Linked DNA regions of Mus musculus: all the other regions are linked to region 1. The links are chromatin contacts, called in public HiChIP or PLAC-seq maps. All regions are on one chromosome and are shown on one strand. The core of a region is the stretch at or near the end of the contact, and the rest is flanking DNA. Distances in the headings are between cores, read along the strand shown.

What was found. HiChIP or PLAC-seq counts read pairs in DNA pulled down with a chosen protein or histone mark.
Region 2: a FOXA1 HiChIP or PLAC-seq map of pancreatic cancer cells shows a contact between it and region 1. The contact joins two enhancer-like sites.
Region 3: a FOXA1 HiChIP or PLAC-seq map of pancreatic cancer cells shows a contact between it and region 1. The contact joins two enhancer-like sites. A contact is called at or near these places in 1 of 115 datasets of contacts at active chromatin or transcription factors (pancreatic cancer cells) and 1 of 9 other capture datasets (embryonic stem cells).
Region 4: a contact with region 1 is called in a FOXA1 HiChIP or PLAC-seq map of pancreatic cancer cells. The contact joins the promoter of Tha1 here to the enhancer-like site in region 1. A contact is called at or near these places in 3 of 39 promoter capture datasets (hippocampal neurons, liver and pre-B cells) and 2 of 115 datasets of contacts at active chromatin or transcription factors (microglia and pancreatic cancer cells).

What each region holds. Positions count from the first base shown.
Region 1 is chr11:117,088,583-117,095,960 of GRCm38.p6, reverse strand. No RefSeq gene overlaps it. Among named protein-coding and RNA genes, the nearest start is that of Mir6516, 15 kb to the right of the region's middle. Within about 2 kb of position 4,005, at least 123 of the 459 cell types and tissues checked have an H3K27ac peak or open chromatin away from gene starts, as enhancers often do. A contact at or near this core is called in embryonic stem cells and pancreatic cancer cells, where this site is marked.
Region 2 is chr11:117,945,828-117,953,205 of GRCm38.p6, reverse strand. No RefSeq gene overlaps it. Among named protein-coding and RNA genes, the nearest start is that of Socs3, 20 kb to the left of the region's middle. Within about 2 kb of position 3,350, at least 203 of the 459 cell types and tissues checked have an H3K27ac peak or open chromatin away from gene starts, as enhancers often do. A contact at or near this core is called in pancreatic cancer cells, where this site is marked.
Region 3 is chr11:117,909,412-117,916,789 of GRCm38.p6, reverse strand. It overlaps Gm11725 (a long non-coding RNA gene), which reads right to left. Exons shown (of 3, transcript XR_001780380.2): 3 at 6,281-7,347. Among named protein-coding and RNA genes, the nearest start is that of Tha1, 40 kb to the right of the region's middle. Within about 2 kb of position 3,874, at least 63 of the 459 cell types and tissues checked have an H3K27ac peak or open chromatin away from gene starts, as enhancers often do. A contact at or near this core is called in embryonic stem cells and pancreatic cancer cells, where this site is marked.
Region 4 is chr11:117,869,353-117,876,730 of GRCm38.p6, reverse strand. It overlaps Tha1 (threonine aldolase 1), which reads left to right and starts at 3,205. Exons shown (of 7, transcript NM_027919.4): 1 at 3,205-3,560; 2 at 5,044-5,127; 3 at 5,631-5,719; 4 at 6,111-6,296; 5 at 6,923-7,060; 6 at 7,179-7,371. The coding sequence starts at 3,332. Gm11725 (a long non-coding RNA gene) reads right to left here and starts at 5,646. Exons shown (of 3, transcript XR_001780380.2): 1 at 5,298-5,646; 2 at 4,528-4,636.

The DNA of each region.
Region 1 (7,378 bases), core at 2,756-5,255:
TGAGGGCGACTGAGGGGTACTGGGATGTACTGAGGGGCACTGAGGGGCACTGATGGATATTGAGGAGTACTGGGATGTCCTGAGACCTGTGAGTGGGAGAAGGGTTTGAACTCACCAGGCAGCTGCGGATGACCTTGAACACCGTATCTTCCTGTTTCTTCCTCCCAGGTGCTGGGATGACAGGCCTGTGGCAGCATGTCTTGTTTCCATGGTGATGGAGACTGAACCCAGGGCTTTGTGCATGCCAGGCAAGCACTCTGCCATCTCTTCTTTCAGAGCTTTGGTTTACTGTCTTGGACTTTACAGATGGGACCAACAATACATCCCATAATGCATGCATGGTATGTTTCTTGTAGAATTTATGTTAAGGGAATGAACGGCTCTGGGTGTCCGTCTGCTGTGCAGGTCCCAGATGCTCTCTTCTGGCCGAGTCTTCCCCACAGCAGGGGTTTTCTGACTCCCATCAGTGTGGATTACCTTAGTCGGACTCTGCATCCTTCGTAGGTGTTTATCCCTGGGATGAAGACCATGACCAAAAGCAGCTTGGGAGGAAAGTTTATTTGGCTTCCCTGTCCCGGTCACTGTCCCTCACTAAGGGAAGCCAAGGCAGGAACTCAAGCTGAGGCCTTGGAGAGCTGTGGCTTACTGCGTGGCTCCCCGTGGCTTACTCAGCCTGCTTTCTTACAGAACCCAGGACCACCTGCCCCAGGCTGTCACTGCCCAGAGTGGACTGGGCCCTCCTATGTCAATCATTAATCAAGAGAAGGAGGTATCCTTTTAATGAAGGTTCTCTCTTCCAACGACTCTAGTTTGTGTCAAGTTGACAAAAACCAACCAGCATAGTCTGTTATTCCATGAATAAATCATACGGTGCACTAAAACCCATTTCTCCCTTATTCATCAAAATAGCTTAAGCATCATCCCACTGCACAAATGTATCCACATTTCTTTAATTGATTATCTTCGGTTGCTTCCAGCTTGGAGCTATTTGGAGAATTAAATATCCAAGTTGCGTCATGCTTCCTTTATTCATAGCAATGGGTCTGCCTAGGGAGGGGGGTGGCGTTGAGAGGGAGCCATCCACAGCCTGCTGGCTGGCTCTTGAGTGTCATTATCAACCCAGGCAAGTGTCCATTGCACAGCCGCTTCCAGCAGCCATCACTCAAGCACCAACACCTTGTGTGTGGTGGTTGGGCGGGAGGGCTCAGCCTTCCGAAATAGCTCCTGTCAGTCCCAGGTATAGAGCACTTGACGGCCAAGATCTATTTCCTCTCCGGAGCGGAGCTCAGTGGTTCAGCCTAAAGACTTCCATGGAAAAGCTACCTTTCAGGGCTTCACACGTTCTAAGATAGGAGCTCTTATGTATTCCTTGGAGGACAAAGAACGTTCCTCAATGAAAACCAAGTAAACAAGATACGCCTCTTTTTGGGATAACATAACAGAGTGAAAACAGGCAGTTGGATCCAACTATTGTGTGGTTCCCACAGAAAGGGCTCATTAAGAAGCCCTGGGGACACAGTTTATTCCAAGGAAAATGTTCCTGAGCTTACACATCCTGAGGCGTGGTGACGTCACTTCCCCAAAAGAGCCCTGTCAGGATATTAGCTTGTCTTGTTATGTTAGGAGACAGGGCACTCTGCCCTCTGGCTCTGTAACTGGGTGTCACCTCCTCCAGCCCCTTCCCAGGCCACTTAGGGAAGCTGCTCTTACAGTCAGGCAGCTGGGTGTCACCTGGCTTCATTGGGGGTCCCCAGGATGCAAAGCATCCCAAAGATCTGGTCAATCTCCGAGCCACATGCAAAGGGGAAGAAAGGAGGATATGTTCTGTGGACCGCTTGTCAGACAGATTCCAGTGTTAGATAAGCACCTGGAACCAGAGCCAGTGGCCTTTAAGATATCTTTCCTGCCAAACAAGGTGGACAAGTATAATCCCAGAACTGGGGAGGTAGAAGCAGGAAGATCAGAATTCAAGATCATCTGCAACTACATAGCAAGTTCAGAGCCAGCCCAGGCTACAGAGACCCTGTGTGTGTGTGTGTGTGTGTGTGTGTGTGTGTGTGTGTGTGTGTGCAGTCTGTCTGTTTTGTTTTGTTTTTGAGACGGGGTTTTTCTATGGTACAGCCCTGGAGCTTGCTTGGTTGATCAGGCTGTCCTAGAACCCAGCGATCCCCCTGCCTCTGCCTCCCTAGTGCTAGGATGAAAGGTCTGCACCACCACTGCCTGGCTGACTCTGTCTTTACAGCAAAAGAAAGATCTTTCCCGGGAGAGTGCTGAGCAATCTAGAGAGTAAGCTTGGCTTCCCCAGCCAACCCCAGACTCCCCTCAATTCTTCCTAATAGAAGCAGTCACTGAAGGAGCTGGCAAGATGACCATGTGGATCCGGGCTCCTGTCACACAGGCTTTGATCCTGGGAATCCATAGAAAGGCAGAAGAAGATAACACTCCACAGGGTGCTCCTTCAACCTCGCTGCCCTCCTCTCTGCAAGAGAGAGAGAGAGAGAGAACAGAGAGAGAGAGAGAGAGAGAGAACAGAGAGAGAGAGAGACAGGGAGAGACAAGACAGAGGGAGAGATAAAGACAGAGATACAGAGAGAGATAAAGACCGAGACACACAGAGAGAAAGACAGAGATACAGAGACACAGAGGGAGGAAGAGATAAAGAAAGAGATATGGAGAGACACAGAGACAGACAGAGATAGAAAAAGAGAAAGATACAGAGAGAGAAAGACAGAGAGACACAGAGACAAAGACAGATACAGAGACAGATGACAGACAGACAGACAGACACACACACACAGAGAAAGAGAGAGAGAGAGAAACATGTTTAGTTGCTACTTACTGGCTGGACAGGAGACAGGAGAATGTTGAATGGGGCATGGGGCCCTGGGGGCTGTGTTTGGGGGTGTACATCTGAGGTGTGACAGAACAGAGTTAGCTATAAGCCACAATGCAAATGTCAAGCCCACAGAGTCACACTCAGAGGTCATGACGTGGCCAGCAGATGAAGTCCCCTGTTCAAAGGCCCTTGCAGGTGCAGCGGATGGGATGGTGCTGGCAATGCGCCTCTCGCCCTACAGAACTCCCATGAGAAAAAGCTGTGTCAGCAAGACGGCCTGGCCCCTCCCAGCCTGTGAAGCCCCAAGGACTGTGAGACAGCCTCAGTGGGAGAAGGTCGTGACCTTCTCACAGCCTCAGTTTTCTCCCTCGGCTGTGCTCTGATGTGGTGTTTTCTACGTATAGATGAACTGCAGTTTCTCTCCACTTTGGGTTTGTTTGTTGTTGGTTTTTTGTTTTGTTTTTTTTTTAAGTCTCTTTCTTCCATTAACCAAGCAAAAAACAGAGTAGAAATCTAAAGAAGAAATTGTGTGTGTGTGTGTGTGTGTGTGTGTGTGTGTGTGTGTGTGTGTGTTGGATGTGCATGTATCTGTTATCTGTTTGTACACTTTTCTTTCCTTTAAAGTCATGCAAATATGCTGGTGTGGCACCTCGTCCATTTAATCTCAACACTAGAGGCAGAGGTACAGAGATCTTAGGGAACTAGTGGTCAGCCTGGTCTACATAGCAACTTTCAAGCCAGCTAGAGCTACCAAGACAGACCTTGTCTCAAAACACAAAACAAAACAAATAAAATCAGTTAAATGAGACTCCTCATTTTCCCCCTGAGAGTCAGGCATGACCTCCAGTCAATCAGGCACTTAGAGCTGGATCACTGGCGACTGTCCCCCGGCCTGCGTCCTCACCACAGAGGAACAGCTGAAAGAGAGGTGGCCTCAGGAAAGCTGTAGGACTGAGCGGTCCAACCAGGACCCCCTCCACGTGGGCAGCATTCGCGGTTGAGTGAACGAGACTCTTCGCCCTGACCCTCAAGGCACACTAGCCTCTCCACCGGCAGCTGGTTTTCTCCAGCATTAGCGACTCTGAGAGAAATCACATGCCTAGGGAGACGTGTGACATGTGAACGTTCTCGGGTGACACACGCATTAACTGCTCTTATACGCAGAGTGAAACTGTGGACCGGATCGGGCTGGCCCCAGTCGTGTTCTCCTGAAGGTTAGGGGTGGGACACAGCAAGGAGCCGATGGGCGGGACTGCGGAGCATCCGCTGAGTTTGGAATCCTGACCCTCCCCTTACTTGGAACAGAAGTGGAGGTGGCTTTCTTGATTCTCAACCAAATTACATTTTTTTTTTCAAAGGCTGGGGGTGTAATTCAGCATACATAAGGTCTTGGGTTGGATCCCTAACAAGAAAAATAAACCAAACAAAACCCCAAAACAAACAAACCAACCAACCTCACCCTTCCTTCACTGCCTGTCTTATTTGCAGAAGAACGCGCCTTTCTTAAGGCCCTTTCTGGAATTTCTCAGTTGGGGTACCGCCTCCTCATTTCCTGTTACTTATCCCTAGAGGAAAAGAAATGACCTAAACAGGGCAGGGGGGATGCTCCATGTGAACAGAGGCTCACCCTGCGAGCCTGGCACCTGAATGAAAAATAGAAATTAAAAAAATAAAAATAAAAATAAAAAAAGGAAATGACTGTCCCTAAGTGTGGTGGAGATGACGATTTATCGTAGATAGAAGAGAGAGCATAGCCCGAGGCAGGGGCATCTGGGAGCCCAGACTGAGCTGGGGCACGCAGGGATACAGGGACAGGGCAGGTAACCAACATGTCTGGATTATAGGGAAGAGCGTCTGAGCAAGAGCAGCCCAGTCCCTGGGCTGGAGAGTTCAGGGTAGAGGGTATGCCAGCCCTACCCTGTAACCGTAGGGACTGGAAGAACCTGAAGCCAGGTCATATTTGATTTGTTAAATAGCCACCATTTGTCTTGGGGTCTGAGACTGACTAACCAGAGTTCAAGCACCACATCCCAAGGTGGAAAGAGAATAGATCAAAAGTGGCACACGTAAGTCTGCACTGGAACACTCACACGCACGCACACACGCGCACGCACACACACACACTGCTAATAATAAATAAAAGTTTAAAAAGGTAGCAATTCACCTAAAAAAAAAACTTTCTGCAAAAAGAACATATCTCCCACAGTCAATTAAAGTGCCACCACCACCACTAGGGTGCCTACAAGCCCTAGATTCTGGTCACTTCAAGTTGCAGTGTTCTGTGAACTCCTGTACACTTGAATAGTCTTTAAACAAACCATCTTTCTCTTGTAACCCACGCTGGCAGTACCGTTTGCTGTCCCCAGTTACTGAAAATGAGAGTAGAAGAAGCCAAACCGGGTGTGGTGGAACACACCTTTCATCTCAGCACTTGGGAAGCAGGAGGATTTCTGTGAGTTCGAGGCCAGCCTGGTCTGCATAGAGAGTTGCAGGACAGCCAGGGCTACATACTGAGACCCTGTTTTTACAAGTAGCATAGAGAGGGAGAAATTTTCTCTCCTGGACAAAGGAGCCAACATCCTTTATGTATGGTGATTAATCTAAAGGTTTTGTAAAATCTGGGAGAATGGGAGATATTAGGTAACGGAAATAGAATGGAAAATGTCACATATTTATTTTGGGGGCTGGGCAGTTTACCAGGCTCTGTACCTACTAGACAAATAACCTACCAACTGAATCACACCTCTCACCCAGCATAATTTAGCATAGGCCTACTAAACACCCAACAGTTCGCAGCGTTTCCTCCTTAAACCTTTCTGTTTGCTGTAGAAGAACGGGGTCATGCAAGGCCAATGACTGCCCAACATCACACGCCCTGTTCACTTTTCCTTCATAAATACTATGGTGTACTCTTAGGTACTGAGCTGGGTACCAATGACTCATCTGTGCATAGGACAGTCACCACAGCCTGGGGTGAACTTCCTAGCTGAGGAGCTGGGGGGGGGGCGGGTAGGTGGGGGTGGGGAGGAAGATGGGCAGGCAGGCAGGTAGGCACACAGAAAGGCAGGACTGCCCCATGAGGCACCAGCTACCAAAGACCTGGGATTCCTTCTGGTGAATGAGATAGATGGGAGCCATTGATCTGCTCAGCTCTGTGTTCTGCTCCACGTCATCTCAACTGAAGTCTCCCTGTCACTTGGCCACAGCTCTGTTATCTGACCTTCAGAGAAATGAGAGATATAAGCTGATTCCTGCCAAGCGAGCTCAGGACCAGGAAGTTCCGGGGTTTTGCCCTTCATGGAGAAAAAGCAGTGTCTCGCTTATCCTGGTTGCCTCTGCCTTCTGCCTGTCTTCCCAGCCCTGACCCCTGCCTGTGCTGCAGCACTGTGGAGCCTCAGGCCTAGGCCTGGCTGACCCCTGTGTGGGGACTGCCACACAATAGAATTAGGCCTTTTCGCTTCTGTGTTAGAAAAATAAACACACTTAGGACATGGGTCAGGCAGTGTGCTTGCCTAGGATGTGAAAGGCCCTGGATTAGATCCCCAGCACCCAATGTGCCTCCCCTCCCCACCTGTACCCCAAAGAATGAAAATCCTCCCAGGATTGGTGCCTCTGGGTTTAGACAGAAAGAAAAGTTTTTAAAAATTAACATTTGTGTGTGCATGTGTGTGTGTGTGTGTGCGCACACATTCGAGAGCATGCTCATGAATGCCATCACCTGTATGCAGAGGTCGGAGGGGAATTTGCAGGAGTTGGCTCTCTTCTCCTACTTAGTGACCACACACTGGGCCATCTCACAACCCTGCTCCCCATCCCCTGCCTTATTGATTGATTGATTGATTGATTGATGATTGATTGATTGATTGAAACAGGGTTAAACGTAGGCTGGCCCCCAGAAAGCTTTGTATGGGAGGATTACAGGCAGGCGCCACAATGCTGAGCCTAGAAAGAATCTTCTGGATGAAGCCGAGTAAGATGGGCTAGAAAGGACCAGGGTGGGAGGAGCCTGAAGAGGGAGGTGGCAGGTCAGAGGTCAGCCAGAGGGTCCCATTCTTGTCAGAGCTTCTCAGAGGGGCTTGTGCTGGCTCTCTTGGAGATTGGGCTCAAGTTCAGGGCTTATGGGATGGAGAGGAACCCCACACGTCGTCTCTTTAGTAAATACTTTGCCCCCAGTGATGGGTGGGGACAAGGAGTTCCACAGACCACAGAGACCAAGCACGGGATCCTGGAGAGGGGCGGGTCTCTTCCAAACCAGACTTCCCCAGAACTGGTTCTATGAGCTCTAGAAGGGTGGAGGGCTCGTCTTTGTGGACAGCATTTTTGGTTGTGGGCCCACCCAGGAGTCACACCTCTAGTTGTGTCCAAGAGGGTGTTTCCAGAGAAGTCTGACAAAACAGGGAAGCCCCACCCCTCGCCCCCTCGTTCCTCCACCCCCCATGACCAAAGCAGAAGGAGAGCCAAGCTCCAGTGTCTTCACAGAGAATCGCTGTGTGCAGTTGCTTCATGTGCCTGCCGCCTTCCCTATCATGTGATCATGAACCC
Region 2 (7,378 bases), core at 2,101-4,600, 860 kb before region 1:
ATGAGACTCTTTCCAGATGTTCAAAATGCTGCATTGAGGATATGGGTGGGTGGATCCTGAGGCTACACTGTCAGATCTGTCTCAAAAACAAACAGAAAACCTATTTGTAGTGAATTTGTATGTTCAGGGCTGGGGCAAGACCCTGTCTCAAATAAAGGTAGGCAAAGCTTGAGAGATGGCTTAGCAGTTAAGAACACTGGCTGTTCTTCTAGAGGACCCAGGTTTAAATCTCAGCACCCACATGGCAGCTCACAACCATCTGTAACTCCAGTTCCAGGGATCCAGTGGCCAATTTTTCTGGGCACCAGTACAGAGACTTACACTCAGGAAAGCACCCATACATAGATAATAACTAAATGAATCTCTGGGAAAAAAAAAAAGGGCGAGTGAATAGCAACTGAGTAATGACACTGAGGTGGTCCTCTGGCACCCACATGCACACACACACACACACACACACACACAGACAGACACACATGCACGCCTGCATGAGCATCATTCACATCTGTATCTTTGATCTTGGCAGAGAGGTAGAGGACCTCTATGTGACCTTGGAGAGCTGACAGAAATTCCCTACAAGCCTTCTCCTAACCAGGCTATAGCCCCTTATAGCCCCTGTTTCCGCCCAGTTTGTCCCTCACCTGTGGGTCAGGATGCTGACAAACCCCTGTCCTGGACAGACTCTCCGGGGGAATCCAGGTTTGGCTTCCAGAGCCTGGGAAATAGGAAGTGACAGTGCCCAAAAGCTGCAGGGTTATGCCCTCCCTGAAGCACAGGAAGGGGACCGCCCTGCCCCCACGGTACCCACAGCCGCTCTGCTCTTCTAGGGACAGGAAGTCAGCTGAGTACCAGGCAAGCAGGTGTTGTGACTGAAGGGGGAGGTGGCAGGCACCTGGCAGTCAGCTGGGTCACCCGCTGCTGTTCCTGGCTTTTTGTTTCCCACACTCAGAAGGCCAGAGAGAATGGGGGTTAGAGCCTAGACTTCTACCTGTTTGTCTCTTCACACCTCCGAGATCCAGATCTGAGATCTGTTCCCTGTGTTGATCCTGGGGATAATAACTCCTAAGGCCAGGCATGATAGTGATAGGTGGCAAGCCAGTGTCACGGTGAGCTCTCTGTCACTGTGAGCAGCTCCAAAGCCCTCCAGCTCTCTGGACAGGTTGTTTCATTTTCCTTTACAGTGATGACCTGACCTGCTCAGATTGGAATTGCCCCTATTCCCCCCACCACCACCACGACTCCCCAAATAGATTCCCACAGCCAGACACTGAAACACCTCTCTCTCCTCTGCAAAACACATACTGGACCCTGGCAATGGGCTGTAAGGCCTGGCTCCACAAGGGGCCTCTCCCCCCAGGCCTGCCATCATGCTTGCAGCCAGGGAATTACAGTAAATCAGGCCCGCCCTGCTTTACCCAGGGACTGCTGCTGTCCCAAGTCTTGGCTCTCCTAGAAGAGGCTGACATTCAGGGCCCCTTCTCGGCCCAGGGTTGTTAATCCTGAACTCCCAGGACACAGTGGTCTTTGAAGTTACTTCCAGGTGGCTGTGTCATCCTGGCAGCCCCAGCTTGCATAGGACAGCTGGAGCTGCCACTAGCTTCGGAAGGGCAGCCTGCTCCACTCCAGCCAGGTGACCTGCCCTTCGCAGACTTGGACCTCATCCCGAGATCCCTGCAGGTCCGGACAGCAAGTTAGATTGTCCTCTGGGGAAAGGGAGGGTTCAAGGTAAACCTCAAGGGAGTCTCTGTCAAAGGTGTCTGTGCCCACATCTCGCCCCCAACACACACAACCACATGCACACATGCACACATGCACATTAGCAAACCCTCAACCTGACAAAGGGTGGGGCCGAGTCTTCCCAGATTGAGATGGAGGAGAAGTAGGTGGGGCACCAGGAAAAGAGTCAGCCTATGACACAGGCAGGCTATTTTCATCACAGTCCCCTGAAGGCAGATCTGACTGATTCCTGGATGGTTGTTGAGGAAGCCGGGAGGTTGAAGAGGTTAGCCTTTGGTTGAAGACAGGGGAGGGGCGGGAGAGTGGAGCAGGGTGGCAATCTCTGTGAATCCCACTCTGGTCCTGTTGGGTTGGTCACAAGAGGCTTGCTTGCACTGAAGTGGTGGCTGTCCATCACAGGGGTTCTAACTTTCTAACCGTCAGCATCTACAGGAGGGAGAGGAACACTGTTTTTTGTTTTGGTTTGCCTGCATGTATGTATGCACACCAAGTTTGCATCTGGTGCCTTGGAGTTCTGAAGAGAACACATGAGCTCTCCAAGAACTGGTGTCCTAGATGGTTGTGAACCATAGATGGGTGCTGCTCACTGAACCTGGGTCTTCTGGAAAAGCAGCCACCCAGCCAGCTCTCCTGCCACATTGTTTTTTAATTTAAAAACTTTTGGGTTTTAGCTGGGTGTGGTGCCATGCCTTTAATCCCAGCACTTGGGAGGCAGAGGAAGGCGGATTTCTGAGTTTGACAGAGACAGGGTTTCTCTGTATAGTCCTGGCTGTCTTGGAACTCACTCTGTAGACCAGGCTGGCCTCGAACTCAGAAATCCGCCTGCCTCTGCCTCCCAAGTGCTGGGATTAAAGGCGTGCGCCACCATGCCCGGCGGGTTGTTTTTTTTTTAAATCTTATAAATGTTATTATGTATGCATGTGTCTATGAGGGATGCTTGCACGAGCAAGCGCTGTCTCCTGCATCTGGAGGTTCAGAGAATGACACTGTGACTTCAGTTTTCTGTTAAGTGGCTCCCAGGAATTGAACTCAGGTTGGCAAGCTTATATGTACCAAGGTAGTTTACCCCTAAGCTAGCTCTCTGGTCCTGTTTTGTTTTGTTTAGACAGGGCCTCACTGGGTCTTGGAACTCACTATGTATGCCTGGCTGGTCTCGAACTCATATAGAGATCCATCTGCCTCTGAAGAGCTGGGATGAAAGATATGCACCACCTTGCCCATCCTGTTTTGCTTTTTGAGACAGGTCTCATGTAGCCCAGCCTGGCCTCGAACTCACTATTAGGTGATGAGCTTAATTCCTAATCAGGGGGTGTCTTTACCTCCCAAGGGTTGGGATTACAACCCTGTAACACACGGCACCGTGTGTGGATACAGAATCCCACAGGACCCAGGGGATCTCCCAATGCCCGCCTGGGCGGCCGCTGGTCCCACAGCCTAGGTCCGTGGCCATGGCAACTGCTAAGCTGTTGCTCCATTGCCTCGCCACGTTGGGAGCAGAAGGGAACGCGTTCACACCCGACCGGGCCGCCAGCTGCGAATTCCTCAGGCCTTCCATCAGCCAGGCCAGCCCCGACTTCCTCGCAGGCTGTGAGGTCAGCGCCCGCCCCACCCGCCTGGAGGCTGGCCCCGCGCCGGGAATCCCGATCTCGGGTCTCTACTGACTCCTCCGTGGTCCCTGCACCCGGGTCTCCGCCTTCTCAACCCAGAGTGCGATGCCAGCCCTCGCTCCTCCATGCTAGTCCGCGCCTCGCCATCTCCGAGCCTGGGTCTTGGCTTCTGCCTGCAGCCCCTTCTTGGTCCTTGCACCCAGGTCCCTGTTGGGTGCCAGGGTCCCAGCGGCTTAGTGTGCCTGTGAGCAGGGACGGCCCCTCCCGCCCTCGCCGCCCAACACGCGGGGCCCTATTTCGGGAGCTGGCGCTGCGGGCCGGGCAGCCCTGCCCGGAAGGAAAGCTATTCTGGGCAGGGCCGCCCGAGTAGCTGCGACCCCAGGGCTTCCCGGCAGGGTGCGTGCTGGGGACAGAGGGCACGCTAGGGCAGGGCTACCCTCCCTTGCCACTACCCCACCTTCCTCCCAGGCCGCACCTACCCCCCGCCTTTTTTTTTTTTTTTTTTTTTTGGCTAGACACAGGACCTTTCCTAAGTTAGAACATTCCCTGGTTCTGAAGTGAACACCATGAGTCCAGAGCCTTCAGTCACCCGGTTCCCTCCTCCGCTGCACACGGGCCTCTCCGTGTTGTCCATCTGTGGTCTAACCGTTGTACTTGACAAATACTTGCTCTTCCTAACTGTACCTGTCGTCCCCTCTATGTGTCGGTATTGTTTGATGCACAGTGCCCAGAGCCCACTTCCAATGTATGGTCCCCATATAAGTGATCCTGGATCCCTGGTCAGTCAGGATCCCAGGCACTCTCTGGGGCGACTCATTTCCATCAGAGGTTTGGAGTTGATTACACGTCTGCCACATCACTGGAAAGCAAGTGGCCACCCAAGAGTAAGACAAATGCATTCCAGAATATTAGAGACCGGTTATCCACACACAGTAGGCAGAAGCAGGTGGATCTCTGTGAGTTCAAGACCAGCCTGGTCTATAAGGAGAGTTCCCAGGACAGCCAGGGCTACACAAAAAACAACACAAATAAAATTCACTTTTTCAACTATTTTAGTTTATTAAGAGACAGGGAGGGTCTCATGTAACTTAGGCTAACCTTGAATTCACTAAGTAACTTCTGATCTTCCTGCCTCTACCTCCTCAGTACTGGGATTACACGCATGTGCAACCACACTTGGTTCATGCAGAGCTAGAAACAGAGCCCAGGGCCTTGTGCTTACTAGGCAAGCCCTACCCATGAGCCTAGCCCCTGCCCTCTGGCAAGTGCTTTCCATGGTCAAACAAAGTATTTTGCCCCATGCCCTTGGATGTCAACCTCAGGCAGCTGACCCTAGTTAGAATGTAGGCTCCACCAGCTCCAGGTGGTCATGCTACATTAGCAACCGGCCCTGTTTTGTCTTCTTTTTTTTTTTTTTTTTTTTTTTTTTTTAAAGATTTTTATTTATTTATTTATTATATGTAAGTACACTGTAGCTGTCTTCAGACACTCCAGAAGAGGGCGTCAGATCTCGTTACGGATGGTTGTGAGCCACCATGTGGTTGCTGGGATTTGAACTTTGGACCTTCGGAAGAGCAGTCGGGTGCTCTTACCCACTGAGCCATCTCACCAGCCCCCCTTGTTTTGTCTTCTGTGTGTATGTGTGTGTGTGTGTGTGTGTGTGTGTGTGTGTGTGTGCTCCCACACATATGCAGTGCCCACTGAGCCCAGGAGAGGGTGCCATCAGGGCCTCTAGACTGGAGTTACCCACAGTCATGAGTGCTATGTGGATGCTGGGAATCAGAAAATGAACATGTGCTAAACTAACATGGTTTTCCTGAGCAGGGAAACAAACAGAAGTTCTAGATGAGCTACAAGGGCAGTGGCTCAGTTGGTAGAGTGCTTACCTAGTATGCAGGACACCCTGGGTTTACCCTATGGTAAGTATGGTACTCTCAACTCTGTGCCCCATATGGTGGAGGGGGCGGAAGCAGCAGGGCGAGGATCAGAGTAGCCTAGACTATGTGGAGAATTTGAGGCCAGCTTGGGTTACGTAAAACCTATCTCAAAATAAAACATTTAATGTTGTCGTATATAGGTTAAAAAAAAAAAGTCTGGGTAAAGAGGGTGAAGACCTGGAATGGAGATCTCCTGGGAGGAGAAGGGGGTGGGGGAAGAGAGAGAGGAAGAGAGAGAGAGAGAGAGAGAGAGAGAGAGAGAGAGGAAGAAGAAGAAGGAGGAGGAGGAGGAGGAGGAAGAAGGAGGAGGAGGAGGAGGAGGAAGGAAGAAGGAAGAAGAAGAAGAAGAAGAAGAAGAAGAAGAAGAAGAAGAAGAAGAAGAAGAAGAAGAAGAAGAAGAAGAAGAAGAAGAAGAAGAAAAAGAAGAAGAAGAAGAAGAAGAAGAAGAAGAAGAAGAAGAAGAAGAAGAAGAAGAAGAAGAAGAAGAAGAAAAAGAAAGAGAGAGAGAGAGAGGGCGGGGAGAGAGAGAGAGATTGGAAAGTGTATTTTGAGGGAGTAGAAACCACTTTCTCCCCAGGGAGGGCCCTTTATCTCTGGGTGAGCCTACACAGGTGGCTGCGAACCCACAGGGTGCATCACCCTCCTTCTGAATAACCAACGTGCACCTTGAGCTTTGACTCATTCATCAATAAGGAATTAGCTTCCTCGAAGACTAGTCAGAGTCCTCCTTATCCACGATAGGGGGAATCAATGGGCCATTAATTACAGCGGAAGTTACCAGGGATGGGCAAGGTCCTGCAGGGGTGGGGCTGCGCAGGCGCAACGTGTCCCAGCTCTCTTAAAAGCTTGCACGTGTGTCAGCCCTATCTGGGTGGGGGGCAGCTAACAGTCCAGGGACACAACCTGAGAAGCTGATGGGTCCCTATCTCTGAGGCCAGAGCTTGGTTCTCATTGGCCCCCACTGGGCTACCATCTCCACAGGCTGGTTTCATTTCAAGATGGGCATTTTCAAAGACGCTACAGTGAGTAGAGTCTGGTCTGATTTCCAAGAGGGAAGGAATGAGAGGCCCACGGGGGAGGGGCTGGGAAATCTTACCCGGTCTCACTTCTGTTTTTCGGGTCATAAACACTGGCTGCCCACATCTCTCTGGCCTCATAACTTCCTCCAAAGAGCCATTTGCATGTGTCTCACTGAAATTCCGGATCATAGCTTTCCCCCAACTCCTCCTGAGGCCCCCAGAGGATCTCAGAACACCACTGGGGAACCAAAGGGTGGAGATGGGCAGTATATGACAGTGTCAACCGCCACAGCCTTCCCCAGAGTGATTCACTCTTATTCAACAGACAGGCCATTTTCCTAGAATGTTGCGACAGGGGTATTAGGGTTTTCCCAGAGATTTCCACGCTTGATTTCCCAACCCTGAGCCCCTCACATGGAACTGGGGGTGACCTCCCTTACTGTTAAGTGTGGGTACTTGCCCTATGAACTTGCTATCCAGTCCATTTGTTTCCCCATAAGCACAGATCAGCCTCCTGGGAGTGGACCTACTGTGTGCCCTGTTCCACACACCTTCAGCTCTTGTCCTGTGATTCTTTTTTCTCTCTCTTGATTTGACTTTGTTTAATGATGGATGACTGGAAATTACTAAGCCCTTATGAAGAAACAGGAAGACGGGAGTTTTATGTTTCTTAACGAAAAAGAAAACTATCCAGAGACATCCCTCCGATCTTTATGTTCATTCAGGGGGTTTTGTTTTGGTTTGGTTTTTTTGTTTTTTGTTTTTTCTTTTTGACTCTGTTTTTCCTTTTTGAGACAGCGTTTCCTTGTGTAGCTCAAATGGCCTGGAACTTTCGAAGTAGAGAAGTCTGACTTGTACCAACCTGTTCCTGCTCTGTCTCCCGATGCAATTCCGAGCGTGAGCCTTACATAGTGAGACCTTCCCTCACTTTGTTCTGTTTTGAAGCCAGGGTCTCTCTGTGTAACCCTGACTGGCCTGGAGCTCAAACCCAGTTAGTTGGTCTTGACCTCACAGATATCTGCCTGCCTCTGCCTACCACGTGCTAGAATCATTGGCTGAACTCCAATAGTTGGCTTCT
Region 3 (7,378 bases), core at 2,625-5,124, 820 kb before region 1:
CATCCTTGAAGCCCAGGAACAAAACCAGAGCAGGCAGGTTACTCATAGCCCCAGTCAAACACTGCTGTACAGACAGCTTCTAAGGCTCCATCACACAACCCCATGCCGCCCCCCCCCGCCCACCCATGGGCTATAGCCGGGAGTCTCTTGCTAGCAGGGTTCTGAGCCTGCCTTAATCTCTCCTGCCCTTGGTAGACTCAGAGAGGCTGGCTCCCCTCCCTATGGCATCAACAGCTTAGTACCATCTTGCCAGCCCTCCCTGCTCGCAGCCAACCCTGTGTCCCCAATCCTGACTGCCCCCCACCCCTGAGCCCTGGTTTGCTTGCTATTGATGTAGTTATAGGCGTTCTAACCAAAAGCAACTGGTGGGGGGAGGGTTTATTTATTTATTTATTTATTTATCTTTCTGGTCTCGAAGTCCTTCACCAAGGGAAGCCAGGGCAGAAACTCTAGACAGGAACCTAGAGGCAGGAACAGAAGCAGAGGCCATGGAGGAGTGCTGTGTATTGGCTTGCTCTCCATGACTTGTTCATCTTGCTTATGTAAGGAATTACAGCTCCCAGGCCCACCTGTCCAGGGGTGGCGTTGCCCTCAGGAAGATGCTCAGCCTGATGTAGGCAGCCCCTCAGCTGAGGGCGCCTTTCCCCATATGATCCTATTTTGCGCAAGCCGATTAAGAACCAGGTTACTGCATGGCTCTCTTAGGCTCTGCCCCAAGGTCACCTTGTCAGAGAGGCCTGGGTGGGCCACAGGAAACAGGCTCTCAACACTGGATTATTCCCATCCTGTTGTGACGTGAGAATGTTTTCTTTCTCTCCCTTCCCCAAAGATCATAGACAAGATCTATCTTAGCCACCTTGCCGTCCCTGACAGGATTGACTGAACTCTCAAACTGTGAGCCAGCAGACCCCTCTTCCTGTAAGATGCTTCTAATGGGTCTTTGGTCGGAGTGGTAGAGAATAACGAATACAGTATATTCGGGTACCTCGCCACAGGAGAACTCTCTGGAAGGTAGAATAGTCACATGGTGCCCTGTGTGGGTATAGAAGCTTGGAGGCTGGAGGTTAGGGGAGAAGGCTCTACTTTCCACATTGCCCCTATCTGTAGGGCTTATGTTGAGCAATAAGGTTGGAGAGGTGGCTTGGTGGCTAGAAGTGCTGGCTATGCCTCCAGAGGACTTAGGTTCAATTCTTAGCACCCACATAGTGTGGCTCACAACCATCTCTATCTTCAGTCCCAGGGGATCTGGCGCCCTCTTCTGACATGTACAGGTACTGCATGCAAGTGATGCATATGCATGCTTCCAGGCAAAACATCCACACACATAAAGTAATTTAAAAAATGAAGGCATAAGCTGGGCTGGAGAGATGGCTCATCAGTTAAGAGCACTAACTGCTCTTCCAAAGGTCCTGAGTTCAAATCCCAGCAACCACATGGTGGCTCAGAACCACCCATAATGAGATCTGAAGCCCTCTTCTGCTGCATCTGAAGACTGCTACATTGTACTTAGATATAATAATAAACAAATCTTTAAAAAAAAAAAGAGCACTTGCTGCTCCTGCAGAGCACCTGGGTCAGTGACCAGCTCCCCCATCAGGCAGCTCTCTCCCACCTGCCTGTAACTCCAGCTCCAGGGCATCAGATACCTTCTTCTGGTTTCTGTGAGCACACACATAAAAATAAATCTTAGGGGGTTTGTTTGTTTGTTTGTTTGTTTGTTTGTTTTGGATCTTTTGAGACAGGGCTTGTCTGTGTAGCCCTGCCTGTCCTGGAACTCATCCTGGTCTGCCCTGCTCAGAGCTCAGAGTTTGCTGGCTACTGGAGAACAGGCACTAAGCCTTGGCTTTTGTTATTGTTGTTGAGTCAATCTTAAAAAAAAAAAAAAAAAAAAAAAAAAAGAGTAGACATTCGTAGTCACAGGACAAAGGTTCCTCTGATGGTGTCAGGCCAGGCTCATGTTGGGAGGAAGAAGCCTCATCAGGAAGTGGGTAAGTTCCAGGTGAGGTATCCCTTAAGTGTGGTGGAGGAGCACGTGAGGATTAGGGAGGAGTCTGAGCAAGGGAAGCCGAGCTGGCAGCCGCTGCAGTCATGACCCTTTGAAGTTCATCTGGACAAACCACAGTCCTGGGCGTGCTGTCTCCAGACTGCGTTAGATAAGGGGGCCCAGCCTGGCCAGCCTGCAGGCAGGAGGCTCACGCCCATGTACCTTCTGCAGCCGCCCATCACTGGCTTCGACGCCCTCGTCTGAGGGACGCTTCAGTGGACCCAAGTGGACCTCGAGGGGCCACAGCTAGGCTCTGGCTTCAGTTTCCCTGCTGGCTGGGACACTGCCTGTTCCCAGAACACTCTCTGCCCCAGAGGCCGTTCACCCTGGGTAGGGGCCCAGGATAAAAGATGCCACCCGAGCTATCCCTTTGATGGTGGCATCAGCTACTGCCAGGGTGAGCTGGTGATGGGGCGGGGATGGAGGTCACTTCTGCTCAGAGGCCTGTAGCCTTCTGCCCATGTTCGAGCCAAAGCCCAGCTAGGAGGCCTCAAGCCCCGGTTGCAGGGAGTCCTTCTAGTTGAGAGGCCCTGTGCTCAGCAGACCCTGGGCTGACTGGCCTGAAGAGCATGCTGAGAGGAGAACCCCACTCTTGTGACTGTGAATGGAGTAAGGGGAGCGGCCAGCCCAGGGGCTGAACGAGGACCACCATGTGTGCCCCTGCTGAGGGGCAGCTTAGGGCTAAGGCGGGATGCTAGGGGCAATGCCAGTCCCCTCGGCCTCCAAGTCTGTGCTTCTTCCTCCCTGAAGGCAGCCAGTTGTGCCTGATGCTACAGGGCCTGAGAAAAAGACAGGCTGGACATGGTGGCACACGCCTTTAATCCCAGCACTTGGGAGGCAGAGGCAGGCGGATTTCTGAGTTCGAGGCATGCTGGGCTACAGAGTGAGTTCCAGGACAGCCAGGGCTACACAGAGAAACCCTGTCTTGAAAAACAAACAAACAAAAAAGACAGAAGCACACGGGACTGCTGTGTGTGTGTGTGGCTGAGTGGACTGTGCAAACAGTGGGACCCTTAAAAAAAAAAAAGTAAGAATTTGATAGAACATTAAACGGGACATGAGGCGTGTCTGTGTTCATGGGCTCATGCATTCTTGGGTCACCAGTACCAGAAACCCATCCTGAAGTAAAGAAAAAGCACAAAGAAAGTACTGTATAGCCATGTGTAAACTCACAATACACATGCACAAAAGCTCTGAGGCCACCATGTGTAAACTCATAATACACACAAAGGCCCAGTGGCCACTATGTGTAAACTCATAATACACACAAAGGCCCTGTGGCCACCATGTGTAAATACACAATACACACAAAGGCCCTGTGGCCACCTGGCACTCACATGGCAGGTGGCGGAGTTGGACTCTAAAGGCAGACCTGCCAGGTCCTCCCTGAAGGGCCGGCCCATTAGACCTGACAGTCTGAGGAACTGCCCCTTCCTAAGAGGCAGGGTTTCTTGACACTGTGGTACCCAAGACCCAACTCCCTGTTACCCAAGTTTGAAGTCTGGTTCTGTCTAGTCATTCTCTGGGGCCCCATTTCTTTATCTGTATATTATTATCTCTATTTACTACTGAGTTATTTCTCATGACTCATACGCAACACGTAGAGTAGCCCAGCCACATAAATGGCCTGGGTGGTGCTCCCCAACCCCCTCCATGGTCTCACTGTGGGCCTCCGTTTGCTCTCCTGGGGTTACCTCCTGCACTGACTTACCTCCACCTAAAGAAAGCCAAACCACCCAGCAGTGAGTATAGATCTGGGGCCATCTTCCTTCCACATCCACGCTTCCAAGTGGAAGGAAACACAGCCTACAGCTCCGGCCTTTGCTGAGGGCCACTGCGCTGCAAAGGGCTCCCTCTAGCGGTGCGAAGCTGCTCCCCTGGGCCCTAGCTCACCCTGGGGAGGAAGTGGGAAGCAGCTGGAATCCAGCTCTTTCTCCCCTGGGCGGTGTGGCAGGGTCTTAAGGCTCTCAGCTTCTGGCCCGTGTGTGGAGACGCCTGTAGACTCGCCTTTGTCTTTTCAATCCTTTGAGCAGCAGACCTGGATCAATGCAGCAGCAAGAGTAGAGGCTCCAAGAAGAGAAGCTGCCAGTTCGCGGCTGTCTGCGGGGGAGGGGGAGAGAGGATGGGGGCGGGGGGCGGTTCCAGGCCTGCAGCACAGACCACCCACAGTTCGAGGCTCTTACAGATGGCAGAAAGGGGGGGCATGGAAACCTACAGCTTCCCCCCCCCCCCACACAGGGTTTCTCTGTATAGCCCTGGCTGTCCAGGAATTCACTTGTAGACCAGGTTGGCCTCGAACTCAGAAATCCGCCTGCCTCTGCCTCCCCAGTGCTGGGATTAAAGGCGTGCGCCACCAGCCTACAGCCTTGAAGTACAGACAGAGAGAAGAGGGTGGAGGAAGGGGTGCATGGGTAGGTACTTTGGGTGGGCGTGTCGGCTGCGGGGGTGGGAGGTGAGTGACCACTCTAGAGAACTCTGAAACACTTTTCCTCTTTGGGGTTTTGAGACAATGTCTTGTTGTGTGACCCTGCCTGGCCTAGAACTCACTACAGAGCTCAGCTTAGCCTTGAACTCCATGCAGTCCTCAAGGGCTTAAAGAATAGGTATGCCCTCCATTCTCTGCTCTCCCCAGCCACTTGGCTGACACGGAATTCACTCTGTAGAACAGGTTAGCCTGGAACAGTCTATGTAGACCAGGCTAGCCTCAAACTCATAGCAATACTGTGGCATCGACCTCCTGGTGCTGGGATTCCAGGCAGTGTACCACTCCTGACCCCAGGCCTGCTTTCCTCTTCCTTTGTTGCTTGCACTCACCCCTATGTCTCCCTGTGCCACCTGTGTCCCCCTGTACCCCCTATATAGCTGAGAATGACCTTGAACTTCTGACCCCACCCCACCCCCGACTTCCACTTCCTGGGTGGCAGGATTTCAGGCTTAAGCCACCGCTGCCACATTTATGTGATCCTAGGGGTGGAACCCAGGGCTCCATGCACACTAGGCAAGCATTCTGCCCGCTGAACTCCCAGCCTCCAAAACCTTTTAGGACATGTTTTCCCTGTGCAGCCCTGGCTGTCCTGGAACTCACTCTGCAAACCAGGCTGGCCTTGAACTCAGAGATGTACCTGCCTCCGGACTGTTGGGATTAAATTCATGTGCCACCACGCCAAACCCTTCTTAAGGACAGACTCCTAGGGCCCTTTGCAGCCCGCTGCTTGGGCTGGTCTGGAGGGGAGCCTAGGCACCTGCATTCATACAGACAGCGAGTGAGGCTGATACACAAAAGCCTCCTCAGCTCCTGTGACATCCATTGCCACCTAGGAGCATACAAGCCGGGCCCCAGGGCCTGGACCTTGAGTTATGAGGGCCAAGGATACCCCTGTTTATATGACACACACCTGGGATTCTGAGAGGGATACAGCATTGGGAAGGAGGAGCCCCAGGATCAACAGTGCAAGCAAGGAACAGGCACGGACCCTGGTGACCTCCACCAACCCCATGTATTCAGGAAAGGACACACCTGTCCTCGCCAGCTCTGAGCAAAGTCTGGATGGCACTCACTGTCACCCCCGCCCCTGCCACAGCAGCTGTGCACCCATGTAGCCCCCACACTCCCTGACCACTGGTGTCTGAATGACCCGTCCAGTCCATGGGATCCTCGTGAGCTGAGCCCAGGTCCTACCTATTTTGTGCTTTTCTCACTGGGATGAACACTGACCAGAAGGGACTGGGGAGGAAAGGGCCACTCTGGAGACGGAAGCCGTGTCCCGTACATGCTAGGTGACCGCTCTGTCACTGTCATATCCCAGCTCTCTTTTTGTTTGTTTTGAGATTAGCTCTCACTATGTAGCCCAGGCTGGCCTCAAACTCATGAATCAACTGCACCAACCTTTTGAACACTGCAGCTGTTTGTTGCTGGTGTTTTCAGACAGGGTCTCATGTAGCCCAGGCTGGCCTTGTACTCCTCCTGCCTGGACTTCGCATGTGCTGGGATTACAGGTGTACACTATCATGTCCAGGGTATGAAGTGTGATGGTCTAACCTAGCACTTCACAGCTGTGCTACACCCCAGTACTTGCTGTCTGTGAGGGCTCTGATCTCTTCTTTTTTTTTTTTTTTTTTTAAAGATTTATTTATTTATTATATGTAAGTGCACTGTCGCTGTCTTCAGACACTCCAGAAGAGGGAGTCAGATCTCATTACGGGTGGTTGTGAGCCACCATGTGGTTGCTGGGATTTGAACTCAGGACCTTCGGAAGAGCAGTCGGGTGCTCTTACCCGCTGAGCCATCTTTCCAGCCCTGATCTCTTCTTAGGACCTTGTGTAAACCCGGTTTCCTTCTTCTTGTCTTTGAATACCATCCCACTTGGTTAGAACCTCAACTGTGGGGGGGGGGGCATAGTTCTGTCTATAATCAGTGTCAGTAAAATTCTATTCTGGGGTTTGGGGGGGGACATAAACAATGCCCACCCTTCCTCCTAACAACAAATCCAGGCACAATTCCTCTAACATTCACTCGGGGGAACCAATGGCTTTATCAGACTTTCTTACGGAGCATGGGTGATTGATTGATTGATTGATTACAGGAGTGATTGTTGCCCTCGACCCTCTCAAAGGGCCACACCAGAAAATCTCTACCCAGCAGGGAAAACTTTCCCATCAATGGCTGAGTAGATAGAACCCTCCTCCCTAGTCTTCCCAGCCTCCATACCCTAACCCCTCTCCTAAGATCAGCAGGTGTTATGGAGAGACTGTCTGCTTAGGCGAGGGCCTCCTGACCCTTCCCGACTCTGTGAGCAAGCCCAGCCAGGATGGTCTTTTCGATCTGAACGCCCAAAGAGATACTGTGGAGTCAGAGGACAGACCTACCAAGAGGCCATGGCCAGCTGTGCCCAGCCCCAGGTCCTTTCTCATCCTCCGGAGTTAAGTTGCTACCTCCTGTCCTCCAGAGTCTCTAGCCTTGTGTGACTGGCAGCTGCTGCCCCGAGGTTGCCTCATGCCTCTCCCAAGAGTCCCTTGTCCCCCGTCCCGTTTCTCCTCAGGATGGGAGGCATCGCAAATGACCCCCAAGGAAGAGGCGGCATGGGATTGTGTCAGGTCTCCCCAGTCACCAGCTCTGCCAGGAAGTGGCTGCTGGACCCCCCAAACTGAGGACAGACCCAAGAGCCTGCTTATTGCCTTTCCTGTTGTTTGTGGTTTTGTTGTGATCCGGTTCACAATCCCTCGTGCATGGTCTGAGGGTTTCTTGTGCGTCTACAGAGTTGGGCAACCACCACTGCAGTCCAGGATAGAACATTCTTGTCACCCTAGAAAGAAGAAAGAAAAACACCTTTATCT
Region 4 (7,378 bases), core at 1,956-4,455, 780 kb before region 1:
TCTGGAAAAGTCTCCACTTTTCTCACCTAGCCTCGGCCCCTCTCCCTGTCTGTCTGCCTACCAGGGAGTCTGGTACAACTCTGTTTGTTTTCGTTTTTGGTGTTTTTGAGGGTTTTTCTGTGTAGCCCTGGCTGTCCTGGAACTCACTCTGTAGACCAGGCTGGCCTCGAACTCAGAAATTCGCCTGCCTCTGCCTCCCGAGTGCTGGGATTAAAGGCATGTGCCACCACGCCCAGCTTCTGGTACAACTCTTGATCTCACACCAGGATGGACTCAAACCTCAGGTATGGCTAGGGAAGTACACAAACATATATATACACAGAGATGCACACATATCCACCCATGCACACACACACAAACACACACACACACACACACACACACACACACTATACTCCTGCACAAACAGAGTCCATACAGATACACACACATGTGCATACACACATGCACACATGTACATAGGCACACACATGAGAGAGAGAGAGAATATGACAGACAGACAGACAGACAGGTCCAGGCTGAGCTCTGGTATGGTCTCCTCTAAACACACCTGGTTGCACACATCCCATCTGCTCTCCCAGAAGAGTGTGCCTCAGTGGGGAGACAGGCCACCTGGGAAGGACAAAAGCTAGGGGCCAAGCTGTCACCTGAAGGGAGTTCTCAAGCCACCTGTCCTGTTCCCCTCCTCACAGACGCTTAAGGACTGACAGGGTGAGTCAGGAAGGCCTTGCTGTCTCTGAGAGAGTTACAAGCAGGTGGCTGTTCTCTGCTCTTGCCATCGAAGGGAGGTGTCTTGCTGCTCTTTTGTCCCCTCTCTCCCCTGAGAGTTCCCTTGGCTGCTCCCAGCCCATCCACCCCCCTCCCATGGAGCCTTTGCCCCCGCCCCCCATTTCCCAGCAGAAGCCTGGAGCCAGACAATGAGATAAGGGTTTGTTTTCTAAGGACTGGAATTCGGGAATCAGGCAGAGCGTGTGGGTCAGGGCCAGAGCACCCTGCTCTGGTGAGGCAGGGGGCCTTTCTATTAGCTGGGGGTCCCAGGCCTGCCGCACTTGACTTCTGCATGCTTTTAGGATGGCTCTGCTAGGTGTTTGGGAGAGGAGAAAGAGTCCCTTAGAACTGGCTCTGCTCCTACAGGTGGCCTGGGGCTGCCCCTCCTCCCCACTTTCCTAGCCCCCTGGACTTCCAACGGGTACACCACCTCCTTGTGGCCCATGTTGTCTCCTATGCAAGTCAGTCTCTCCTCCTCCATTACCTGCTGTCAAAGACTGATGCTTCCTCCAGGAAGCCTGCCTGGCTGCTCCTTTCCAACATGCCACCCACAGACACGGCTAAAAGAAGGCAAATGACAGAGAGGAGGCACAGTCTGCATCCGAGAGACACCGCCGTGTTAGACCAGGGCCTCTGCTCCAACAAGCCCTGCTCAGAGCAACTTGCTCCCAATAGACACCGTAGACAGACAACTGGGACCCACACTTTGGAAACAGAAGCAGCTGAGCAGGGCTGAGTTCCCAACCTCCCTGTATGGGGAAAGGTCACCCCTTGGCCCTGGTAAGGCAGAGTGTATCCCACAATAGAAGAACCAAGTTCCAGGGCCTTGCAGTTCCAACGTCAGGATAAACAGCAGCACTTCCCACGAGCCAGGCTGGACAAGCGCAGCTTCTGATCCTCACCAGAGTTAGGGACCATGGCCACAAGTTGTCTGCTGACACACTATTGGGAGCGGGCAAATGCTATCTATGTTCCTTCTTTTTAATTTTAATTTTTTGAAACAGAGTCTCACTTTAGTACAGATTGGCCTGAAAGTCTCAAATATCCTCCCGCCTCCCCCAACCCCACCCCGCCCCAAAGGACTGAGATTACAGGCATGAGCCACCATGCCTGCCTTTTGCAGTACTGAGGAATCAATCTAAGGATCACATGCTTACTAGCTAGGTGCTCTGTCACAGGGCTCTTGGGCATGACTTCCATGGAAGCACCTTGTCTCTCCAAGCCAATGGTATAGGAAAAAGAAAGATTTCTAGATACCTCCAAAACTCCGTTTCCCATATGTCCTAGAGAGATGGCAGACACAAACCCATACAGTCTCTTGGAGACTCTGTAACTCTAGCTCCAGGTTGTCCAGCGCCCTCTTCTGGCCCCAGTAGGTAACTACACTCATGTGTATCTACTCCCCACCCCACACATATGATTTTTAAAGTTTTAAATCTCCCCCCCCCCCCATACAGGGTCTCTGTGTAGCCTTGATTGTCCTGGAACTCTGTGGACCAGGCTGGCCTCGAATTCAGAGATCCGCCTACCTCTGCCTCCCCAGTGCTGGAATTAAAGGTGTGTGCCACCACCTCCCAGCTTTAAATTCATTTAAAAGAAGAATTTGGGGAGAGGAGAGGGGAAGGGGAGGGGGAAGGAGGAGGAGGAGGGGAGAGGAGGGAGGGGGAATGTATCCCATTTGGTAGCATGCTTGCCTAGCACTTACAAAGCCCTAAATCTAGTTCCCAGCACAGCGTAAACTGGGCATGGTGGCACACACTTGAATTCCCAAGCAGGACGGTCAGATGTTCAAGGTCAACTAGGTTACCCAGTGAGTTCAGAACTAATTTTGTTGTTTGTTTGTTTGTTTTGAGACAAGGTTTCTCTGTGTAGCCCTGGCTGTCCTGGAACTCACTTTGTAAACCAGGCTGGCCTCGAACTCAGAAATCCGCCTGCCTCTGCCTCCCAAGTGCTGTGATTAAAGGCGTGCGCCACCACTGCCCGGCCAGAACTAATTTTTAAGGAGAAAAATTAAAAAGACTCCAGTGGTTGAAAGCTACTGTTTATGGGCAACACGGTACCATACTTGATTCCTGGACTTCACATCAGTGTCTGCAGCCTGTTTCCTCGGGTGTAAAATGAGGACCGTGAGGGACTGGAGAGGTGGCTCAGAGGCATGGAACTGATTATGAAGAGAACCTGAGTTCCATTCCCAAACACCCAGGTGTTTCCCAGAGTGGCTGAGACGCTTAATTAAGTTAAATCTGCAGTGCCACGAGCAGTACCATGTACACGCTAAAATCCCCGGACCTCAGCTTTGTTTCCCACTCAGCAAAGTAAGGAACTGTCATTCCAAAATCTCCTAGCCTTTGGAACAACGGAACACAAAAACTACAACTCTCAGCATGCTGCGGGGCTCGAATAATGTATAAAACTCCAGAGAGGACTACAATTCCCATAGTGCCCCGGGCTTGCCCAGTTCAGGTCCGCGCGGGGTCAGAAGAGTCCAGTTACACGGGTTCCCCGCTGGCACGGAAGAGACTGTCCTCCGCTCCTGCGGCCGAGAAAGACGAGTGCCACAGCCATGCTATGCAGCCTGTTCCGGGCCGCCATGCTACGCAGCCTGTTCCGGGCCACGGTCCCGGGGCTCAGGGTGCCCTGGGCTCAGTGGTCTAGGAATTGGGCGGGGGTCCCAGCCCACGTGGTGGACCTACGCAGCGACACGGTGACCCGGCCAGGGCCGGCCATGAGGCGCGCTATGGCCGAAGCGGTTGTAGGAGACGATGATTACGGCGAAGACCCTACGGTCCACGGTGAGCCCGGCGAACAGGCCCGGGGCAGGGGTCGTTGCGGTGACCCCGGGACGCTGTCCGTGGTTCTGACAGGACAGCACGGACGCAGAGGGGTGCCTCGCTGACATTTGAGGACGCTCAGTGGTGCACTCTGCGTTCTTGTTCCTTCTCGGAGAGATCCCTGGTAATGCAGACTCTTGAGCTCCACAATGGACTTGGGGAGCCAGAATCTGCATTTTAACAGGACCACCTGGTGATTTCTGCCCACTGTCACCCAATTGCCCAGATGGGTGTTGTCCAGACTTGGCAAAGCAAGACCCCGAGATGGGCAGAGAGGAGTTCAAGGACCCACATCAGGAACAGGGAAGAACCAGGGTTTGAGACAGGTCTTACTACAAGGAGGGCTAACTACTCTCCTTCATTCATTGGCTGACTTCACAAAGACAAAATCAATCCAGCAAAGAAAGTGCTCGCTGCTCCTTCACAGGGGGGGGGGGGGGGTGCAGAATTTCATATCTAGGGAGTGCAGCGCGTTAAGGAGACAGCAAACCAAAGCCCACCCGGGGTCAATAGTCACTGCTAAGGTGGACCTCTAGTGCTGCTGTGTGTGCACTAGAGATCCAGAGATACACCAGAGATCACACTTGACCTTTGTGGACCCAGGGGTGATTGGGGCTGATCTAGAATCTCTTGACAACAAGATATTACCAGGAACTTCAAAGATGCTGAGCTACACTGCTCTCAGCAGGCACCTGGTGTAAACAGGTCACCACATCAAGGCTGGGAGGTCCTGGCCTCGACAGGAGTCTGAGGAGGGTGAACCAGGGGCTGGGAGGAGGAGCGAGCAGAACTCATCCCCGACCGCACACAGGGCTCAGGGAGACACGGGTATGTGTCCTCTGGGGACAGAATCTAGATCACTTTAGCACTGAGCATTGTGTCACAGACAGGAGAGCCACCATGGCCTTTACCCAGGCCATCCACTCACCCGCCAGCTGCACTCTTTGTGCCCTGCCCGCTCCCCAGAGGCTCTTCTTCCGTGGTGATGTGCAGAGGAAGTCCACAGGGAAACCACAAGGCCTCACCTGCCGGGGCTTCTGGGAAAGGGAGAAAAACAGGTGTGAGGTCTGGGTGGGAAAGGGGCTTCAAACCACAAGGGAGTTTCGGTGGCCTGGGGCGGGGACTGTGGCTCAGGAGGACTGACAGAGGGGCCTCTGGCTGTGGCACGTGGTTACCAAGATCACAGACTCCAAGCCCCACCCACAGGACCATCATTTCTCATCCGAGCAAATGTACCTTTTCGGAGAGAAGTGCTTAAGATAAGGTCTTGCTGTATAGCTCAGGCGGCCCTCCAACTCAGTTATCCTCCTGCTTCAGCAGAGTACTGGAATCACAGGTCTATTCTATCAAACCCTGTAACAAGTACACACGAACTGTGTGCCACGGTACAGTGGCCCGAGGAATTGCTGATTCTTGCCCTTCCCCTGCCCCCCTCCCTTCTCAGAACTGCAGGAAAAGGCTGCAGAGTTGCTTGGGGTAGAGAGGACGCTGTTTGTGCCCACCAACACTATGGCCAACCTCATCTCTGGTGAGTGTCTTACCCGCCCCTCTGAGCCCCAGCTCAAAGGGTCTGTGGCACTGGTGGGCACACACCTGGATTTCTTTTGGGTGCAACTGGTGGAGCACTCTGCATTTGGCAGTGGGAGGAGTGAGGTCTGAGTCTCTGCTACTCCCTAGCTCTTCTTCCTGGATGCTTACCTTGCAGCCCTGGCCTGGGTTGTTTCCCAGTGTGCTTCTGTCCTCTGGCTGCTCCTGGTACCCTGGGATGCCTGTTCCTGGAGGCAGCATCCTGGCACTCTTCCTTGCTGGCCATGGGGGTCTGGTGCAGGTTATTAGTGTCCAGCCTTCACAGCCTAGAATTGTGTAACACACCAGTCTTTTCAACACGTGACAGTGAGGTGTTTTGACTCCCAATTGACAGAGGGAGTCTGAGCTCACTGGGGGCCCTAGCTCAGCCTGGCCAAGCTGAGCAGGGGCAGAGAGATCCTCTGGACCCAGTTCCAAATCCTGCCCTCCTCCCATCTGTCTCAGTGATGGGTCACTGCCGGCGCCGGGGTTCCCAGGTCCTCCTTGGGCAGGAATGCCACCTCCACGTCTATGAGCAGGGCGGGGTGGCACAGGTAAGGACCAGACAATAATACCCTGGGGTTTTGGATATTCTTCAGCCAGCTAGGATGTCAAGGTAGGCCCCTGTTTCTCAGGTACCAGCCTGGAACCGGCAGAGGGGGGAAAGAGAGATGGAAGGGAGGGCCTGGGCCCAGATTTGCTCACTTGTCGCGGTGCCTTACTGCCCTCTAGTGGACAGATGGAGCACTAGCACTCCAGAAAGACGCCAAAGGGCAACGACTGAACAGAAAAAGCAGGAACCAGCAGCCTTTCCAGTTCGGATGCTGTGTAAACATGCTCAGAAGAAAGACCCTGGGTTCCAGAGGTGGCTCTGACTGCAGGGGAACCTTCCTACCCAGAAGTGCCACCGGACCCACCTGATCCAGCATCCTCTCCCACCTGCAGATCGCTGGGGTGCATTCCCACCCCCTCCCCGACCTGCCCTATGGCACCTTGGACCTGAATGAGCTAGAGAGGGCACTCACGCGGGGCTCTGGGAGTCCCTACCATCCAGTCTGTGAGCTCGTGTACCTGGAGAACACTCACAGCAGCGCGGGAGGCCGGGTCCTCCCTGTCGACTACCTCCGCCAGGTAGGCTACCTCCCCCAGGTAGGCTCCCACACAGCAGTGTCCCAATGCCAGCCCAGTGCACTCTGGGCTTCCTGTTTCCCCTGATACAGTCCCTTTCCTTAGGAAAATCCTCTCTCTGGCGGACTGGAGAGATTGCTCAGTGGTTAACAACAGTGCTCTAAGAGAGAATCTGAGCCGGGCAGTAGTGGCGCACGCCTTTAATCCCAGCACTTGGGAGGCAGGCGGATTTCTGAGTTCGAGGCCAGCCTGGTCTACACAGTGAGTTCCAGGACAGCCAGGGCTACACAGAGAAACCCTGTCTCGAAAAACCAGAGAGAGAGAAAGAGAGAGAGACTGAGAGTTTGGCTGGATCAAAACCATCTGCAATGGCATACACCTGCACACATAAAATAAAAATAAGACAACTGGAGAGAAGGCTGGATGGTTAGCATCACTTGCTGCTCTTCCAGAGGACCTGAATTATATTCCCAGCACCTACACCAGGCAACTCACAATTTGTAACTCTCGCTCCTGGGGAATCCAGTGCTTCTGGATTTAATTTAAATTTAAAAAAAAAAAACAAGATTCCAAGCCCAGTGGTCTCTTGGAAATTTTGCCTCTGAACACCACCTGCCCTTTGCTTTCAGGTGTGCCTCCTGGCCCACGCCCACGGAGCAAGGGTCCACATGGATGGAGCTCGGTTGATGAATGCAGCAGTGGCTCTGCGCATACCCCCTGCCCGCCTTGTAGAGCACTGTGACTCTGTATCCTTCTGTTTCTCTAAGGTAGGCTGTCCTTCCGGAGCCTGACAGACCTGCTTGCCTCGCTCGGGTGCTGAGGCTGAAGCTCTAACCTCATCTCAAGGGCAGGCTTTGTGAGATAGGGTCTCTTCTCTTCCCTTAGGGCCTAGGTGCACCAGTGGGAGCTCTGGTTGGCGGATCCAAAGACTTCATTGGAGAAGCATGGCGCCTCCGCAAGGCCCTGGGTGGAGGCATGCGCCAGGCTGGAGTGCTGGCTGCGGCTGCCCTGGTGGGACTAGCTGAGGCAGAGGAGGTGCTACCAAGGGACCACGAGAATGCCCAGAGATTCGCTAAAGGTGCCTG